Linked DNA regions of Zea mays: region 1 is linked to region 2. The links are chromatin contacts, called in public Hi-C maps. All regions are on one chromosome and are shown on one strand. The core of a region is the stretch at or near the end of the contact, and the rest is flanking DNA. Distances in the headings are between cores, read along the strand shown. Region 1 holds the start of LOC542083 (histone acetyltransferase 1). Region 2 holds the start of LOC103632616 (Retinol dehydrogenase 13).

Region 1 (3,331 bases), core at 432-2,931, 370 kb after region 2:
TTTTTGTTGCCGCAGATCCGGACGCCAATCACTGCGTTGAGAACCTGTAGCGGTGCTCTCTGCGGAGGTGCGGACGGTCCGCGGCCAGGGGCCGGACGGTACACGACCTGGCGCAGAGGCTGGTTCCCTGCCTGACAGGCCGGACGGTCCGCGCCTGAGGCCGAACAGTCCGCGCGTACCCAGGGCGGCGGAGTTCGCCGGCGGTGCTAGATCTCGCTGCTGAGAGTGACCCCGTCTGGGAGGAGAGGTACTAAGCCTTGTCTAGGGTCGACAGGCCACCCTAGACACCTCTAATCGACGTAGAGCCGAAGAGAAGCAGAGAATTTGGGGTAGGAAAGGCTAATATAGAGCTAAATTAGAACTACTTCTAATGTCTAAGGTAAAAACGAGATGTAAACTGATTATTGATTCGATTGATGAAGATTAATCGACCGTAGTACTCTATGTATATATAGAGAGAGGGTCTGGACCCGCTACAATCCGTACCCGAGCTAAATCTACGATTTTAGCTAACTAATTCTGCACGCGTGTGGACCATTCACACCATTAGTGCGGATCGTCCGGCCCTAGGGCCGAACCGTCTGGCTGCCTATTTTAGCGCCCTTGTGTCACTCGTGACCACCCCTCGAAGTAGCTTCGCTTCTTCCAGCAGGTTTATTAAGAAGAAAGTACATGCATCGTTTACATCATCCATAGAAACAAGAAATGTAAGTATTATTATACATTTACATGGTCATAACTCCAAGAGAAGAAAGTGTCACAAAGCATATCGAAATAATAATCAAGGATTTTCTTGTGGAAACTGCTATCACCATGATGTGGGTACAAATTGTCGATCTTCCTTCAGCTGAGACGTTGGTGCTGTCATCTTCGCATTCTATATTTACTCTTTAAAAAATAATTTGTACGATATTAATAATATTTGTTTAACATCAGTTAAATCTATTTTGATCTACGTATTTATAATAATATTACATATTTATCTCGTTCTGTATTTATGATTAATCATGGATTTTGCCATCACCATTGTACTCACGCCACCTACGGTAAAGGCCATGAACCGTTAAAAGGCTTGTTAAGTTGTATTCTGCGGTATCGCACCTGACTAAAAATGATAAACATATTACTTAGGGGGTGTTTGGTTGCTCCTAGGGCTGACAATGGGCTGTAAATTTTGCACTATAAGATTTAAGGATCAAGTCGGATTAGGATCGAGCTTTATTTCTACTCATTTTTGAACTATAATTTATTTAGGGCCTTGATATTTTGTGAAGAACCATATGGATCACAATCCATTCCCACCCTTAGTTGCTCCTGCTAAAGTTTAGCCTGGGTCACATCAAGCGTTTGACTTTTAAATAGGAGTATGAAATATAGACCCAACCAACTGGATTAGATTCGTCTCGTCTTTTAATCTTCGGCTCACAAATTAGTTTTATAATCTGACTACATTTAATACCCGGAACGGAGGTTCAAACATTCGATGGGATATGGGCTAAATTTTAGCTGGGTGTAACCAAACCCCCCCCTTATATAGGTGATGTGGCATCGGTGAACATGACAATAATGTCCTTATTTTGGAGCTCGCGCCGCCCGCCGCCCGCCGCCGCGCCCGAACGCAGCCATCGATTCCCCATTTCTTTCCCGCCTCCTCACTCCCGCCTCTTCTACTCCCAAAATCCCAAAACCCTAGCTCGCTAACGACCCCAGGCAGACGCGCCGTCCTCCCCTCCCCCATGGCGCTCAAGCAGAAGGACACCGACGCCGCCGCCACCGCCACCGGTACCAAGAAGCGCCGCCGCGTCTTCTTCTCCGACACCGGTACCAAACTCGATCTACGCATCACCCTCTCATTTCCGGCGATTCGTGCGTCTGGCTGCGAGTCAGGCGCTGCAGATCCCATTCGTGTTGTGACGCGCCTGCTGTCTTGTTGGGTTCCGGCGTGTGTTCATTTTTATGTTTATTTTGGCCTGGCGGCTTCCGCCGGATATGCCTGTGGAGCGTAGCCGAGAGGCTGCTGCTTCTCATTTAGATGTGTCTGCCTTGCTTAATTTGGTGGTTGCGACATTGAAGCGTGGGGAGTTTATTCTCTATTAGTAAAAAGGAGGTGGAAAGAAGTTGCTAAATTGTTAGGCTTTGCCCTGTTTTCTGGATCGAGGCTGTGCATTGTCTGTAATTTATTGCTTGTCTGCTTGTGGAGCATTGGATCTAACCTTTTGTTTGGTTAAGCCCCTGATGCATTGTCTTTAGAGGATTTGGATAGTCACACAGGTTAAAGTGTGATAAGGAAATGGTGAACCTCATTCTATTCATCTTACATTTTTCTTCATTTTGCTTTCTTTGTGGAGTGCACTTGACATAATTTAAACTGTAGACCTGTTTTGGTTTCTGCAAACCTGAAGAGATATCATGCTTTTGGGGTTCTATCAGTCCCATAAGGATTGCTCTATGAGATACAATCATACAGGTTAATTGCGCTGTGTGTTCATCTGTGTGGATGTCCCTTGCACGTTTCTGTGCCTTCAGCCGTTTTTGTTTATTTCCGACATACAGATGAACTGGTTAAGCCACTTTCTATTTCCTATTGTTGTGCAGATGCTGGTGTTGAGGCAAATGAGTGTATGAAAGTGTTTCTAGGTATGGAATTACTTTCAGCATCCCTCTGCAGATTGTAATTTTTACAAAATTAGATGGTTGGTTCATTTTCATGCCATGGAGTGGCATGAAAATGAACTGCTTTCTTACTTTTCAAAATTGGAGTGTCATATTTCTAATCAACCCTTTTAGCAACTATTACACCCCTTCTGTATGTACTATGTATGCTTGTCCGTTTGTCTCATATTCCCACTAGTTTCAATAACTCTTTTCACATATATACTTAGTGAATTTAGTTCCTTCAGAAAGTTATTTTTTTTCTTGCATTGGTTTTATGGCAGTATGGAATCCAGGCGAGGTGAGCTCTGTAGACTGCACTGCTATTCAGCCATTTGACCTAAACCATTTTTTTGGTGAAGATGGAAAAATATATGGTTACAAAAATCTTAAGGTAAAGGACTGTTATTGAAATAATACTCTAGTCCTTTCTCCCACCAGCCTGACATGTTAGTTATCCCACATGATTGTATTTGATGTGTTTGTTTGTTACAGATAAATGTGTGGATAAGTGCGAAATCTTTCCATGGATATGCTGATGTTTCATTTGACGAAACATCTGATGTGAGTACTAGTTTATCAAAGAATATTCAAGTAACTACGCTGTTGTTATGATCCATTTGTGTAAAACTTTGACTTCTTTATGGGTATAGATGTTTTTTGAATAAAACTTTTATCA
Region 2 (3,452 bases), core at 918-3,417:
TTGTGGCAGCCAAGATTTGAACTCCCAACTGGGGTTTTCCCATGTGGGAAACACAACCGCTGAACTGCATTCAGCATGACCTAGCAGCTCATCCGCCCGACATACATATTAAAACACGGGTAGTATGTGCATTCCTAATTCATCTTGGCATTTTACCACAACAACTGTTATGATCGCTAGATCAGTGAGGGATTGGAGAGGGGTATCGATGGGCAGGAACACCGGCCGGGGGCCTCTACCCACGGCCAAGCAAGAGGAGGGTTTCTCCCTTCTAATTCTTGCCTGCTTTATTTCTCATCCATTGATTACATAAATAGGCCGGTTGGCCGCCCCTATCTAGCTAGAGATCCTTATCTCCTAAAAACTCTCAACAAACTACTAACTGATAACCTTCCTAGATAATCTCAACTAATCTCCTAAATAATCTCAACTAATCTTCTAATCTTATCTCTAACTATCCTTATCTAATCCCCCTTGAGGGCCTATGGCTGCTGCTGTCGCAGCCCCTCCGTGGGCCTCCTTGCGCCCTGACAACAACCCTATACCAAGGTAAGAATTCAGAACAAAGGTTAACCGTGACTACAAAGTAAAGAGATGCAATTTTATATTCAATTAAGCAACAGGAAAATTATAGGATGTGTTTGGCATGACTCTGCTCCACTATAAAGCAGCTCTGCTCTAAACTCTAGATGGGTGCTCTGCTCCAGAGTCTAGATTGCTCTCTCATAACCAGTGATAGTGGTAGGTAAATACCCTCAAACTCCATGTATAGTTTGTTTTTAAGGATTTCATAGCAGCAAAAAAGATACTCCAATAATTTGTTTGGCCGCTTTCAAAACTCAATGCAACTAAGGTAGGGTGTTTGGCTGGCTCTAGTCAGTTCCCTTTTGGAGTTTTGCTCTGGAGCAATGCCAAACAACCCCTTAATTAGGTACGAAGGCAACAGATATTAATAACAGCTGTTCCAGCCAACACCCAAATTACAATATTTGTAAAACAAAAAAAAGCGAAAGAACAGATAAGTTATTCCATTCCCATCCCAATAAAAATGCCGCATGTTTGGCGACGGCATTCCAATTCTGAACTAAAAATATATAGTAAGACATAGTATAATTTTAAATAAAATAAGAAATTAGGTGTGAGTTTAGCTAAATTTGAATTCTCGACCGACACTTCAACAAACTCCGAGAACAGCATGGCACGCTTGACCGACTCCAGATCTACATTACAATCCACCAACGCCAGCATTGGAACGAGCACGCAAACGAGGATCAGTCAAAGACCTGAAATCCAAGCTACATTCCAGCGGAAATCTCAGCAGCCGAACGCGAAATCCTACCTGGCTGGCGGCGATGCGGAGGAGCCCCCTGCGGATCCTGGCGTCGGCGGGCTCGGAGATGCGCATCTGCACCCGCATGAGCTCCCCAACCGTGGCGGGCCTCCGCGGGGGCGCCGCCTTCCCGCCACTCCCGGGGCTGCCGACACCCTTGGAGGAGGCGGAGGACCGGAGCCCGAGCGCCTTCTTCATCTTGCTGGCGGCGGCAGAGGTGAGGGAGCGCTGGAGCGAGGCGGATGAGGCCGAGGACGCGGAGGAGGCCGGGGACACCGGCGGCCCCGTGGCCACCGACGAGGACTGGGGGATATAGGTGAGGGGCTTCCCGCCCGTGGTGCGGGAGGCCGCGACCAGCACCTCGTAGGCGGCCTCCCGGAGGTCTGCGGCGGAGAGGGCGACCCCGAGGTCCGGGAATGGCGAGGGGATCGCGGAGGCGGAAGAGGGGCTGGAAGCCGCCGCCGGAGGGAGGAAGCCGTTGGACGAGGAGGAGTGGGACGAGTCGCGGCGAGACTCGCGGAACAGGCGAGCCATCGCAGCGGCGGCGGCGACGACGGTGACCTCGCGGCGGCGGCGGCGGCGGCGGCGGCGGCGGCGGCGGCGACGACCTCCCCCTCAACTTCTCCCTCTACTCGTGCTAGGTCCCGCGCTCTCTAGTGGAGAGAGTAGGCTCCGGTCCGGAGAGAGGAGAGAGAAAGGCGATGAGACGCTTTTCGTCGCTGGGGATGACGAGGAGAGAGAAAGAGGGAAAGCCCTCTTCCCAACTACAGCGAGCGAGATGGCAATTCGCGGTGTAAATTGCAAGGGCTACTCGCAGCTAACCAGTGATTTATCAACCCATTGCTACAAATAAACATAAGGATAGAGATGAGAGGTTTTTAAAAATATACATATTTTTTAAACAACTATCACTTTCTTGAATATTTTAGAAAGGTTTTTCATCTTCATTATTATGTCTTGTTTGCACGGTTTATACCTTACATATTATATCTTTCCTTACCGTGTTTTCATTTTTACGATGACAAAAATAATGTTAAGGAAGTAAAGCATGTTTACACATTTGGTGTAAATTTCTTATAGGAAATTGAAAATAAAAACAGCTTGCGCGTGTTGCTTCATAACCTATAAACATCGTATGTGTCCTTCAGACCAATACAGAAGACAAACAAACCAAAATACCACTTAAAACTAGAGATATAGATGTATTAGATAAAAAAATATGTAACAGAAGCAAAAAAAATGTCCATTAAAGATTGACAATGGCAACTATTTTAAGACAAAATTTAGAACAAGTTTAAATACATTATATTAAATACTTAACTGTTAAAATTAGATAGAGATATCCAAACATTCTAAATAATAGTTTAGCTATTATCTAACATCTAAACTATCTTAACTAATAGTCCAACTAACTATTAGCTACACTCTCAACTACTCATTAGCCTATTAGCTGGTTCCACACAGCTAAAATTAGCTAATAATTAGCCAATTAGCTGGTTAATTTCAAGTGTCACTTTTTAGTCAGCTAACTATTAGTTATAGTGCATTCAAACACATTCTTAATCTTAAAGGGTCAACTATTTTATTATGGTGTTGAGGGAGTGGCGTCGATTTGGATGTGTGGTTTGAAAGTACCGTACATATGATTGCAACATACTTGTTTTTTTTACAACTGGTTTTATAATTGAGTTAAAAAAATAGGTAATTTGCATAAAGCGGATTGTTAAGCGACTGAATTCACGCTTATACTTTTTTATTGCTATTCACGCTTATAATGAAACAGGTATCGTTTATGAGATAATTTTTCTTTTGGCTTTTATGTGCTTTTCTCCGTCATAAAAAGAACGTGATTATGGATTGCATGCCAGTTAAAGTGGTCGATTTAGTATAACAATATGTTTCTATAAATAATATAATAATATTTTTAATATTATAAATATTAATATTTTTACTTATAATTGATCAGAGTTGAGACATTAAAACATACTTTCTTCGTTCTAATTTATAATTAGTTTAACTTTTCTATGCGGACTTGTCTCACTCAAAAAATCATAATATTATTTATTTTTATTGTTATATTGCTTAATGTATAACATATCTTAAGTACGGCTTTGAATTATAG

What was found. Hi-C and Micro-C count contacts between places; a contact is called where the count stands out from the background.
Region 1: a Hi-C map of endosperm shows a contact between it and region 2, with 2.9 times the contacts expected there. The contact joins the promoter of LOC542083 here to the promoter of LOC103632616 in region 2. A contact is called at or near these places in 4 of 25 Hi-C or Micro-C datasets (ear, endosperm, tassel and 1 more).

The regions. Positions count from the first base shown.
Region 1 is chr7:99,572,195-99,575,525 of Zm-B73-REFERENCE-NAM-5.0, forward strand. LOC542083 (histone acetyltransferase 1) reads left to right here and starts at 1,682. Exons shown (of 10, transcript NM_001111717.1): 1 at 1,682-1,821; 2 at 2,596-2,637; 3 at 2,937-3,046; 4 at 3,148-3,216. The coding sequence starts at 1,737.
Region 2 is chr7:99,206,476-99,209,927 of Zm-B73-REFERENCE-NAM-5.0, forward strand. It overlaps LOC103632616 (Retinol dehydrogenase 13), which reads right to left and starts at 2,168. Exons shown (of 5, transcript XM_008654369.3): 1 at 1,340-2,168. The coding sequence starts at 1,864.